Regions from separate parts of the Anas platyrhynchos genome. Here region 2 is linked to region 1. The links are chromatin contacts, called in public Hi-C maps. All regions are on one chromosome and are shown on one strand. The core of a region is the stretch at or near the end of the contact, and the rest is flanking DNA. Distances in the headings are between cores, read along the strand shown.

The links. Hi-C and Micro-C count contacts between places; a contact is called where the count stands out from the background.
Region 2: a contact with region 1 is called in a Hi-C map of liver, with 7 times the contacts expected there. The contact joins two enhancer-like sites. A contact is called at or near these places in 4 of 8 Hi-C or Micro-C datasets (F1 follicle, liver, skeletal muscle and 1 more).

The regions. Positions count from the first base shown.
Region 1 is chr1:113,251,855-113,258,504 of IASCAAS_PekinDuck_T2T, reverse strand. The region is part of intron 1 of LOC113842328 (a long non-coding RNA gene); the gene reads left to right. Among named protein-coding and RNA genes, the nearest start is that of ERG, 36 kb to the right of the region's middle. Within about 2 kb of position 2,829, at least 2 of the 8 cell types and tissues checked have an H3K27ac peak or open chromatin away from gene starts, as enhancers often do.
Region 2 is chr1:113,388,683-113,395,718 of IASCAAS_PekinDuck_T2T, reverse strand. No RefSeq gene overlaps it. Among named protein-coding and RNA genes, the nearest start is that of PSMG1, 44 kb to the left of the region's middle. Within about 2 kb of position 5,363, at least 1 of the 8 cell types and tissues checked has an H3K27ac peak or open chromatin away from gene starts, as enhancers often do.

The DNA.
Region 1 (6,650 bases), core at 1,580-4,079:
AACCAAAACTATACAGGCAGCCTGATCAAGGGGAGACTATTGAAAAGTCTTTCTTGCTTCAGCTACAAGAAACATCCTGCTTGCAGGCTCTCAAACTAATGAGGGATTTCAACCACATGGATGTCTTTTGGGAAAGCAATACAGCAGCCAGTAAGCAATCCAGGAGACTCCTGGCATGTGTCAGTGATAACTTCTTGGTCCAGGTATAAGATAAGCCAACAAGAGGAGAAAAATTATTGGACCTGGTGCTCACCAATGCAGATGAACTTATTAAAAAGGTGAAGATTGGAGGCAGTCTGGACTGCAGAGACTATGCCCTGGTTGAGTTTGTGAAATACGTGCCTGGTAAAGAGCCAAGTCAGGACCCTGAACTTCCAAAGAGTGAACTTCTAGCTGTTTAAAGAATTACTAGGTGATATCTTCAGGAAAACTCTTGTTAGGGATGGAGGAACTGATCAGAGCTGGGAACTCTTTAAGGACATTTAGAGCTCAAAAGTTCTCCATTCCATTGTGTAAGAAATCAAGCAGGGAAGGCAACCAGAATGGTTGAGCGTGGACTTGCTGGTCAAACTGAAGAACAAGAAGGAAATGCATAGGCATTGAAAGCAGGGACACGTGGCCTGGGAAGAATACAGGGATGCTGTCCGGATGTGCAGGAATGGGACCAGGAATGCCATGCACAGGTGGAACTGAGCTTGGAGAGGGATACAAAGAATAACAAGGAGGGATTCTATAGGTACATTGCTCAGAAAAGGAAGGCCAAGGGGAGTGTGCCCCCTCTGATGGATGAGAAGGGAGAACTGGTAACAACAGACATGGAGAAGGCTAAGGTACTCATCAATTTCTTTGCTGCATTCTTCACTGTTGGTCAGGCTTCCCAAATCTTTTGTTTTAGAGACAACCTATAGGTGGAGCTTGGGGGAGAAAAGTCTCTCCCACTGTAAATGAAGAGCAGGCTTGAGACCACCTAATGAAACTGAACAGGTACAAGTCTATGGGGCCTGATGTAATGAATCCAAAGGTCCTGAAGAAACTGGCTGATGTAGTTGCCCAGCCTCTCTCCATCATATTTGAAAAGCCCTGGCAGCCAGCTGAAGTCCGTGATGACTGGAAAAAGGGAAACATCACTCCTATTTTAAAAAAGGGTAGAAAGCAGAACCCGGGGAACTACATGTTGGTGAGCCTCACCTCTGTGCCTGGGAATATCACGGAGAAGATCTGCCTGAAAACACTGTCAAGGTACATGCAGGACAAGGAGGTCCCATCCATCACCAGAGTCTTTGATACCCAGTAACCGAGGGACCCCATGAATTGTAGTGTTCCTGGCTCTGAGAAGAACAGGCCAGGAATCATGATGCTGCTAAAAACACTTTGAAACAAGGCTGAGTGAACATAACACTGCAGGCTGAGCAAACCAGCATTTTTTTGGAGAGTTTACATTACAGTGTTAATATGAAGATAAGAGTAAATTTGTTCCTAGTTAACTAAGAGTCCAGTTAAAACTGGACTCCAGACAGATGTGGTGAAATAAAACCTGAAGAAATCTGCATATTTCCTATATACAGGATCTTCATGGTCTTCTGAAATCCCCTGCTCACTTGATTTTGAGGCAGCTTTACGCTGGGAGTGTTCTACTGCACTGTATTGCAGTGAAGTGCTAGGGATTTGGAGGCTGTCTCTGGGCAGTTTTCGAGGCTTCACAGACTGTTTTACAAGTGGACCCATGTATCTTGTACAGTGCACCAGTTTTCTAGGAGAAATATGACACTCACATGCTGCCTGCAGCTCCAGGCAGGGTGGTTCTGCTGTCCTCCTGAGCTCTCCAGATCTTCTCCAGTGTTCATTGCTTGAAGAATGCTTCTCCCTGCCCAGCAGCCCATGAGTTGAAGAAGAATCATCACCAATTGGCAGAAAACAGAAATATATATATATATATATATATATATATATACACACACACACACACACACACACACATATTTCCTAGCTGCTCTGCTCTGAGCTCTACGTAGAAAAGGAGCTTGGCCAGACAAGAGTTTGCTATTCCACTTCATATCATAGTATCTGGATTAACCTGAACTATAAAAGTGCAGTAAAAGGAGGAAGATAATGACTGAATCTGGGAAAAGAAATAACTTTTCTTGGTTACTAAAAAGATCCAAAATTAGCACATGAAATAGGCCTGAAAGAATGATTTGGTTCCCTTCCTGGCAGTGCTCCCTTATGAAACAACCTCTCACAATCCTCTTGTGGAGAGAGTGACCTCACGTGGGCCCAATCCTGCTCCTGGTTGCAGCAGTTGCGGTCTTGCTGCTGACCAGCAGCAAGAACATGGTAAACCCCCAGGAAAGCATGCACGGATGACCAGGCAAAACTTGCAGAGCACAACATGCTTAAATTTTGCTACTGAATGATGTTCATTACAAAACTAGAATATTGCCTAGATTCCTGTGTGATTCTTCCATATGGGCTTCCTTTTTCATATGCCCACTGCTGAGGAAGATTAAAGATCTAGGAGGGAACTTAAGAAGCAGGAGAAATTATTCTGACATGAAGACAACTGTTTAGAGTCTGTGTTGAATCAAAGCTCTTCTGTGATGTATTTCTGCACAAAGATCTTGGTTTGAGTTTGAGCTGTCCATTAATTCATCACGACTTGCCCACAATGTCGTGAGTGAAGAACTCTTGAATGGTATGGCTCCAACAAGTAGAGTGGTACAATATCAGAGAGAAATGTAAACTATTTCCCTACTGGAAACCCCTATCTGGTAGCCTGATCAAGTCCCACTGAACCAATTTTTCCTAAGTTGAGCAAGGGTAAGCTGTTGAACAAGAGGAACGAAGTGGGAATGACTAACATTTCAGAGTGTGCAGAAGTGAGATCATTCTCCCCACGAGGATGTATTTTGTTATGTGTTTTCTCAATGGGAAAATAGAAGTAAAAGTTTTTTTTTTTTCAAGCAAATCAAGAAGCAAATTGTGATGACATTTCCTCATTTTCTGTTTCCTCAAAGAAAATCATAGTCAGTCTGATTATTCACTCTGAGACATGTCCTTAGTTTTCTTTGCATTCTAGGAAGAAAAATAAATAAGCAAATAAATAAATAAGATGTATAAAAATATATACATATACATTTACACTTATACATGTACACATATATATAGTTCATGTTTGTTGACCTGTACCCGCTGTCCCCTCACCTTGATTCAGAGCATTTTTGTTTCAATGAGGGAACTGATCACAGCAATAATTGGATCTTGTAAACCTAAGCCAGGGTAAATCCCCATTTTTTCACTAGTCCAGGAGTAAATATATATATATATATATACATATATATATAATATATTTTTGTAAAAAGCTATGTCATTTGGAAGTGATTTCAGCTTTACAGAGAAAATATGTTCTAATTTCAGAATGATTTTTTTTTTTCAGATCACTAAATGATATAAATATGATGCTTTAGTTGCTCCAGTCACTTTCCTTCTGTTGAACACTAGAGCTCTGTTTCATCTGCTTTTGCCTTTTATTTGACTCAGAGAGGAAAAAAAAATAAAGGCACAATAGGGCAGGCTGGTTTGCCGATCATAATAATGAACGATCCCTCCTAAGAGCAGGATTTAGTCCAGTGAGTATGCATAGTAATGTTGTCAGCTTTAAAGAATCTTCCTTCTGAGATGGCAGTGCTTGTTTTCTTCTGTAGCTGGGAAGGTTTATGTGCTATGTGTTTCACAGAAGATGCAAGTCCCAGAAGTTCTGGAGCAATATGCCTGACTGGAGGAAGTCCAGGAAGGACAGAACCAACATTTTTCACATTCATTAGGCTTTGGCAAACTGTTGCTTTCACCATGCTGTTTGTCATTTCGGAGAACTGGAATAAGAACCCACATATTGAGATTTTTCCTGTGTGAGTTATGTGTCTATAAAACATGGTTGATTTGGAATTATAGCTGATGGCCTCCCATAGTTCAGTTATATTTCTCATTTTATTTCATTATATTTCTCATTTGTGAATAATCATGAGTTTGATATGAACAAATCAATGCAAATTCTTGATATTAGCCAAATCTCTCAGCATTTGAAATGTCATGTGGTAAAACCTCATGTGTAACCCCAAACATGATGCTGCTACTAAACTTGAAAATATTATGGCAACAAAATTTTTGACTTTTCAATGTGAAAAAGATTTTTTTTTTAAACCATAATTTTTATGATTAAAGAGGAAACTAGAATCTTTTATTTATTTCTTAATCTGAATTCTTCTGCAGGTGAGAAAAAGATTTTTATCATAGCTTTGGATTTTACTACCTTCCTCCCTCTTCTTATTCTTAGGAGCTACTCCTAAAAGTGATATTTTCCTCAAGAATTACATTTATTTTTTTAAGGAAACTGGAGAAGGAGCAGAGAAGGCAGTTGAGAAGGCAGTTACAGCTGCTGCTGGAGACAAGGACCTGGTCCTCAAACACTTTTGCACACAATTAACTTGATGTATCTAAGTAGCCACATCAAATGCTCTCATAAAGTTTTTCATATGAACAAGTGTTTGCAGGCTCTGTATCTAAATCATTGTTTTGATTCTGAGTTCTCTCATGTTTTCCCATCTGTAAAGCAGTGACATTGCAGAGATCATTTGGTAAATCCTTTGAAATCAATTAATTTAGAGCAATAAATGTGAATATGTTTTCATTTTTTATTTTATTTATTGATGTCAGAGAAGGAATGCTGACCAAAAAATTGATGTTTTCCACTTCCCACAAGAAGAAAATAATTAAGTAGAAAAGTTGGGAGATTAACCCAGGAAAAGAAAAAATACTTCTTATTAAGGAATAATTACACAAAAATGATCATTGAATGAAAGAAAAGAAGACTCTGAAGAAGCAGTGTCAAATGCAATTAAAGCAGGAGGAAAGTGTTAAATAACTTCACTGTTAGCAGGGGAACTTGTTTAATGTGATGTCCAGATGGCTGCATGCTTCTTCTCTTCCCCTCCAATATGCTGAATGTTCATTGTACTTTTAGACACCTTTTCTGGTTGATTCTCCTGCCAGATTCTCAATTTTCCTCTTGTAAATCAGGAACAGTTCTGCTGATGCAAACGGATTCACACTTCTGTGAAGCAGTCAAGCCCTGTATATTTTGCTTTGACTTGGCCACACAAAAGTCAACAGGAAAAGTGCCACTGCCACCAAAGGAGCCAGGCTTTCATCCCATATTTTATGTCTTCTTTAAATTTCTGCTTTATACTCCATGGCAAACATGTAATCTGTATGTTTCACAAATTGCTGCTGATTATATATTTTATACCAGATTGCTATCCAGGACACTCCACCACTTAATCTGCTCAAGAAACAGTTTTGGGTTCAGTGCCCTGTATTTTATATGTTTGATATATTTTGATATCAATGACCTTACGTTAGTGGTGTGGTAAGACAGGTCATCTGGCAGCCCACTGGGATTCCTCTCCACTATTTGAGAACGGTTTGAAAATGTTGGAATGGTAAAAAAAAAAAAAAAAAGGGTTTTGTTTTCCTTTTGAAAGCATTTTTTAAAATGTCATGAGACACTATTACACTATTTCATTTTAGCATGCTGTTCATTAAACTAATGGTTTGGGCTCAATAACACAGCCAATTCATGTATGTTTAGCCATCTGTGAAGGTTTCTCATAAATTAAAAGATGCAATGCTGTAAAATGATACTGCAGTGGTTACACTCGTTTATTTTCCTCTTTTTTTTTTTTTTTCCCTACTTATAATGCACTTATGATAGTAAGTGCTTATAGTGCCACCGTCTGGTTGAGATGGCTACCGTCTTCACTTCCAGACCGACTGTCTTTAAATGAACATTTTGTTATTACTAAAACACAAGTCAGTCCTATGAGATTGCTAACACCCCTTTCTCTTGCATCTGAGTTATTGAGAGGAGTAATTTGAAGAGAGCAACTAAATTGACCGGCACTGTAGAGGTATGCATAACTGATCTATATGGGGTATGAATAACTTCATTTATGCACTTTGTAAACTATGAATATTAACCTATGTTAATATTTTAAAGGTAACATTTAAGATAGACTTCTCAATTTTTAAATTGTGCATGTGTTTTATATTTATTTAATATCAGATTATTCTGTATGTACTTATGCTTTCCAAAAATGTCTATTTTTCTCTTTGCTTTGCTGATTCAGTCAAGCTGCAAAGTCAGATTATATAGTACAGCTGATTTTTCCTTTCTGATTTTTGTTTTTCTACAACCTAATCCTTCAGTTGTAAATGCCACATTAGCAATCATAATAGGCTCCAGTATGCAAAATAAGCATATCATGGCTATGACACCCACCCTGCCTCCCTTCAGTCAACTACTTGCCAGACACAAAAGCCCTGGGACAAACAGAGCAGGTAGCCCTCACTGTAAGTAAATGTCCTAGGGGGCTGGGCTGTTTGTTAATTCCCCTGATTTCTTCTGTGTGTTTGCTGTGCCATGGGTAGTGCAGCTGTGTGTATGTATTTGCAATTGACAAAAACACTGTTTTTGCTACTGTGCTGCCCAGTGTTTCAGACAGCTTTGTTCCAGTGTGCTGGCCTCAGGTTTCAGTCTCAGGGCTGCACTTCAGGACTCTTCCCTGGCTGACCACAGACATTAACACGATTTCTGT
Region 2 (7,036 bases), core at 4,114-6,613, 130 kb before region 1:
AAAGAAGCCTGTATTCTACTCATGTTCCCTAAAACACCCACTCACAGAGTTCAAGCATGCAAGCTTCATTGCCTCCATGAAGTAATTATGGGGGCTAGGGCTTTGGGACATTGTTTAGCCATTAAAAGTTCTGCCAGGGTAACCACCCTGGCCAAACCCCTGGCTGCAGGCAGTACACGCTGGCAAAAATGCTTTGCCAATATGTAGTGCAGGCATGGTGAACAATATGAGATGTACAAGAGCAAACCTTTTCTGTGCTTGAAGGGCTGATTCTATATTAAGGCTTTTGCTGTCATAAAAATGTTGGAACAACAACAACAAAGTCACAGCGGCTATAACTGACCACACTTATTAAACAAAAGTTTCATGTGACCATTTAGCTTAAAAAAAAAACACAACAAACATGTCTCACAGCATCAGCTTCAGTTTTGGGGATCTGTATATGAAGGAGTCATGGCAGGTGAACTGTGAGTCAGTGTTTTAATGCTCGGGTGTTTGAGGTGAGAAATGTTGAAAAGCGGAAAGGTTGAAACAGTGTTGGTAGCACCAACTTTTTAGTCAAATGAAATAAATTTCCAGCACTGTAAGTCTTTAGGAGTGATTAATAGAAGTATTACCTCCTAGGTTTTTTTTTTTTTTTTTTTTTTTTTTTTTTTTTTTTTAGGTGCTCATTCCTTTTGCACTTCACTGTATCTTGTACTGAACCAGATGCATGAGGAGGCCTCTCAGCTAGGCTGGTGTTCTTGGGGCATAACTTCTTCTGAAACCATTCTTCTCATCAGCTTTCCTCCTTGTCAACAGCTTCCTTGAATAGTTGTTTATGTTACTGCTACTGAAGAAGGAGAAAGGTTTTCTACCTGAGAAGCAGCTTTAAGCAGATTTTAGGTGCTGCTCTAAGCAGTTCTGTTTGACTGATGGTGGCAGAGACAGCAAGAAACTCCCAACCGGGTCAAAGAAGTGATGCCAGCCTCAGATAGGTCATCTGAGGTTAACAAAAAGAATTCCAGGATTACTACAGAATGAAACTGAAACTATTTTAAAATAGAAGTCAAAGTGACAATATTTCAAAGGGGACCTCAGTTCCATTGAAGTCCTGTTAACTTCTGCTAGGTTTTGACCGAGCTTTTTCTGCAGACCATAGCACTCAGCAGACAGCTCTGAGGACCTCTTATCAGCAAGACGAAAGGTAGTGAACATTTGTTTCAGGGAAGGAAAAAGTCCAGCTAGAAAACTGATAAAGCGAAATAATCTCATGGAAACAACACATCGGGATATCAAAAGCAATTATACCAACTTCTGTAATCATGACTGTAAGCCATTTGCTTTGGCTAATAAAAGCGAGAGCAGAGTTATCTCTTCAGATCTGTGTGTTAGGCCGGTGTCAGTGATAACACCCAGCTGGAGGAAGAACAAAATGATGGAGTTGAGATGCTGAAGAGAAACCCCAGCCCCAGCTGTCTGGGCCAGGAGTCACGGCAGGATTCGGCCTTCCCTGATGCCTGAGATGTGTCGGCACAAGCTGAACCCAAAGCCTGAGTGATGTTTTTCTTGTCAGCCTGTGTTAATGTCTTCTTCAGGACAAGTTCAATCATATTCTCAGGAACAGTTGTACAGAGAGAGCACTGAAAGCCTGAGGGAGATTTTGGTAGCAAGCTATCCTTGAACTGGGACTGTCCTTGTGGTACAGCACCAGGACTTTCTCAGGAGCTGACGAGTCTCAGAAGACCCTCACCTGCTTGCCCAGAGACCTGCCTAAATTCAGAGCTCCACTGCAGGTCTCACCAGCAGGTTTTGTGGTGATGAAGCTTGGTGCCACCTGCGGAGCAGATTGTGCAGCACCTCTAATTTAATCAGGCAAAGGCAGGAATCCGGCTAAGAAAAGAGAAATTTTTGTTTCCACTCAAATCCTTGGGGAAGCAGAGATGATGGATGGAAAAAAACGTCAGTGGGATGTTAAGAAAACACAGATTTCAAAGTTTGCCAGTGTGTGGCAGTGGTCCTTTAGTAACTGCAGTCACATGAAGCAAAACGCTGTTAAGTTTCACTCTTCCCTGTGGAGGCCAACTTGGAAGAGGAGCCAGACAGCCGCTCGCTGGGCATGCACAGGATTCAAAACACTCTTTGAGACACCAATTAAACACAAACACGTTTAAAAAAAAAAAAATCGCTGCAAGATCCACAGTAGCTTGACCTGAGGTGCGACAGAAATGAATTGCTAATAAAACCTGCCAAGGAGGAGCAGTTTAAAGGATGCTTTTAACACTTTTCACAATAAAATAGTTTTCACAAGCAGCTCATATATCTCCCAGCCTCCCTCGGATGTGTTGCTGCTGAGTGATTCTGGAGTCATTAATGGATTGCAAACTCCCCCCCACACTCTGTAACCAACTTCGGATAGTTAACAGCTCGGTACCTTTCCAGAAAGATAGCTTTCTTTGAAATATGCTTTGAAATGCACCACGCTTGAGTAATGGGCAGGGCTGAAAGCCACTGAGGGTTGGATATCTCGCTGCTGTTTGGACCTCTGGGAAACTCCCCTGGGAAATCTGCCTTGTTTGCAACTCCAGCGCTCAGCTGCGGGGCACTCCTTTGGCAGGGGCCTATAAAGCAGAGGTAAGCGTGAGGATGAGACCAAATCCAGTTAAGGGTGAAGTTTGAAGCTGTGGTCTTGATTATGTCTGTTCAGCTTCTCTCTCCACCTGGAGGCATCTGGAGCACACCATTCATGGCTGGAGGAACGGGCAGAGCCCTGCATGGGAGCCACCACAGCTGCTGCCTGTACACGGTCCAGAAATCTCTTTGCTGATGCAAAATCATCTTCTATGCTGTTTCCAGAGGTTATTGTGTGTAAAGCAGAGAGGCTGCTGAGGTCTGGGAGTGGGTCTCTGTGACCCATGACAGACTACATGACTGTCATAACCACTGGGGAAAGGAGGAAGGAGCAGAAGGAGTGGGATCAAATTATGCTTTTGCAAAAACAAAAGTGACTGGGAATTGAGGGTTTGCCATGGGAGTGAGATAGGGAAGTGGAGGAGAGGGATTGGAGCTTGGAGCAGAGAGGCTGGTTCTGTTTGGCACTTACCTGCTCTTCTAAGAGGTGCCAGTTTTGGACACAAGCTGGTGAATAGACCGCATACCCTCCTTTGGGAGAAGGGGAAGGGGAAAGCACTGAAGGAGGAGCAACAGAAGCAAAGCGAAAGAATTGCTGAATTCAGAGCCAGGTTCACACTCAGGCTGCTAATGTGCACGCAGAACAGTAGCTGGCTGCATGGGTGGTGTTCACAGGTACTTCTGGGTATGTGCAGAGCCCTTCATTTGGCCGGGACAAAGAGCTCCTCTGCTGAGTGCCAATGCAGTGACTGTGTTTGCAAATGGTTAGCCTGGAGTTTGCGTGGTGTGAGCCTCTAAGAGGCTCTGTGTGTGTTTAAAACGAGGCATTGACAGGTACCATGATCTGAATCACCTCTTTTTAGGGTGAAAATCCAGTGGGAAGCTTTTGTAAGAAAGAAATAAACCAAATGTTCATTCTGAAACCCTTTTCCCCCCTAAGCCATCCTGTTGGAAGGATGTTATGTACCTCTGCTGATGGCAGTGATTCTGTTATCTCCAGTATGGCCTTATTGTAGTGATAGCAGCTCAGCTGTGAGGAGGACAGTGCAGAGGGGGCAACAAGGAAAAGAAGCAGACTTATAAAATAGGGATGGCTGGCAGTGCAGAAAATGGAGCATGAAACCACAGCGCTTTAAAAAGCAAGTGGTGAAAAGGGCAGTCGTTTGAGGAAAAAATGTGTTTGTGTGTCTCTTGTTTTTGAGGAATGACGAGCTGATTCTCCTGCCTGCAGCAGCCAGAACTCCCTCGGTGTCTGTGACAAGCTTTGCTTTTATTGACTAGGTTTTTATTTATCCCTTGCAGATGGCCAAGCATGGAGCCTGATGTTGATCCTGGCAGCTGAAGGAACATCACAGCATCGCTGGAGACTTGCAGGTTTGCCGACCCAAATGTGAATGCCCCTGCAACACAAGGACGACGCCCCAAACCCACGTCAGCCCCCAGAGCTCATTGCTATGAGCTTTGGTGAGAGCTGTGCCCCATCAGGGGTGGCTGAGCATACTCACACGGGACTTGTCCAAACATAGATGGCGCAACAGTTTAACTAATCTTTACACTGTTAATTCTGAGGCTGTAGCTCTACAGCTCTCCTAAAACTAGATGTCTGCACAGGCACAGCTATGCTGATTTAGAAACAGCGATGAACAGCCGGGGTGTAAGGCTGCCTCTAAATCCGTGGCAGCTCCAACCAAAACAGCGTCCGACTGCCCCAAAACAGGCGGCTCTGCCTGGCTGTGAGCCCATTTGTCTGACCTGTGCCTGCAGACTCAGGGGTGAAATCTGTGTTTACGGTCCTGCCAGAGGCTGCCAGAGCCCTCAAAACCTTTCATTCCATACAGCAATTAAGGGATTTTACCTTCGTAATCACCCTCTGATAGGGAAAGCATGCATTCTTGTTTTACCAACTGTAAACAGATCGACAGGATTAATTAAGTGACTAGATTAAGGTCATGCAGGAAGCTGTGGTTGTGCTGGAAATTTCAGCGCAGGCCTCTCCAAACCCTTGCCTGGCTCCCCAGTCATCAGCCAACTGCCTGGCTGCAGGAACACGAGGCAAATTTGCATCTTGTAAAGTGCCCGGGCTGTTCCTGACAGTAGGGATTTGCATCGCTGGCTCAAGTTCCTGATTTCTATTATTAGGCCTATTATATATCTCTGCATGTTGTGTTTGCTGTAGTAAGAGATCATAAAAGATATAAAGAGATAGTATTGTATCCCCAGACGCTATTTAGATGTGATTGTGACAGCAGGGCTATGAAAACCAGGCTATTATTTTAATACATCTACCTTGCCAAGCTCTGAAAGCCAGAAAGGATATACAACTAGAACGGCTGTGGCACATCTGGAAACGCTTCTGTGCTGGGCAGGTGAGGAGCCCTGGCACAGGCTGCCCAGAGAGCTGTGGGGGCTCCTCCTTGGGGATCTCCAAAAGCCGCCTGGACATGGCCCTGGGCAGCCTGCGCTGGGTAGCCCTGCTTGGGCAGGGCTTGGAGCAGGTGACCTCCAGGGGTCCCTTCCCACCTCACACATCCCATGATGCTGTGATATGCGTGGAGTTTCACTCTAACCTTATTTATTTATTTATTTATTTATTTATTGGTGTGTGTGTGTGTGTAGATCCTGCTTTGATGGAGCGGCACCAGAGGCGTGCTTGCCTCACAAGGTTTATTCTGAGAGCGTCCCGCCTGAAGAAAGGCGAGCTCCCGCTTGTTGCATGGGCAGAAGGTGGAATCCTGGTGGGGTGGCGCATGCCTGGAAAACACGCGGTGCCTGCTGATAGCTCATGGTGCTGACGTTTAGCTGAAGGGCATTTGTTCCACAAGTCACACCCCTTCCCTTAAGAAATAAAGGACATTTCCTTTATAGTAACACTCAACTCTGAAAATTCCCCTCCGCGTTTTTTTTTTTTACTGAAAGTATCCAGGAAAATTTGCCAGGCTTATCTTTACAACTGACCCCTGTGGAAAGGACAAAATGGTCCTAGGTGTGGACACATCAGATAAGCAGCTTCTAGGCATCAAAAGCTCAGCATGACTACTGCTGATGGGCTGAGGGCTGGTGCTGAGCCCGCTGCCAAGCCAGCCAAGCAGTGCAGAAGTTCCCTGGTGGCCATGCAGATCGTCTGCTTGCATGGCAGGCTTCCCTTCTGCCCTGCCTCAGACCACGCGAGAGCAGCATGGGTAAAGCAGCAGGTTTGCTGTTTTACTGTTAGTAGCAGAATCTGGGAATGAATCTGGGAAGAAGGGGAAATGGCCATGAGATGAAGCTGTACAAAGAAAAGAACTAGGAAGACAACACGTGTGAAAGCAAGCTAACTGTAGGGACGGAGAACTGGGTAGCTAGTAGTAAAGTGAAAACCCACTCATACTTGTCCATATGGCTAAGGAAATTTGTTTAACTGTTCTTGCCTTCCATTTGCATATCCATTAGGTCAGCTGGGGCATGCTATCATGGCGGCTCAGAGAGCAATTAGCTCAAAGCTCCAGGTACAAGTACTTGCAGAAGCAAATGGAAAATCACACTGTTAATATTAGCACTGAATTTATTCACCTTGTCCTCCGGTCAGGAAATTGAAACAATGGCATGCAAATTTATGTGAGCAACACAGCTTAATTGCCAATAACAAATACTCCCAGTGAACTGTTTAAGAACAATTGATGGATGCTAACTGGAAGATTGCATCACTTCGATCATGAAAGTGTGCTTGGAAATAGATAGAGGCTTGGTTGTTCCAAAGAGAAAATAGCGGTATCGCTGGGTGAGCTGTCTGATACAAACACCCAAGCATCTTCAGTCAGCAGGAAGCGGGCTTAACGGGATGGGGAGGGATGGAGAACCAGAATCTGCAACACAGTCTGAAGGAAAGTGATTGATGGAGGAGGAAACAAGGGAATTAGGAAAACTGATAAGAACATGTCAAAGTTTTGGCTGTGCTCTTTGTAACTTCAGAAATGCCCAGAAATTGAATGGCTTGTTACTTTGCCAATATTAATGTTAGGTTAGACAGCCTGCCCCTTCCTCCCTGGTGGATGAACCTTTTATGATGCTTACTTACCCTTGTCTATCTCTGCTGCATCACTGCATCATTTTCTCTGCCTCCACAGATGATGGATAACTAAAGATAGTAGCTCTTTCTTACGCAGTTCCTTGACAGCTGGCAGTAAGTGACCTGTGTCTCTGCAGATGTACTTATGATTCAGTTGTTCTGTCGTTTGTGTTTCACTAATCCTAACTCTTTATCTCCCGGATGCATTTGCCTTTCAGGCTCTGCTGCCATCACCTGCGTGGTGATTGTGGCTGCTCAGGGTTTTCCCTTGTTCCCGTTATTTGCCATGACCTGAGCTCACAGGAACTTGCAGGGGTCTTGCACCTTTGTCGTTGCCCTCACTTTTTTCATGTCAGTGTATTTGCGTTGGATTTCTAAGGT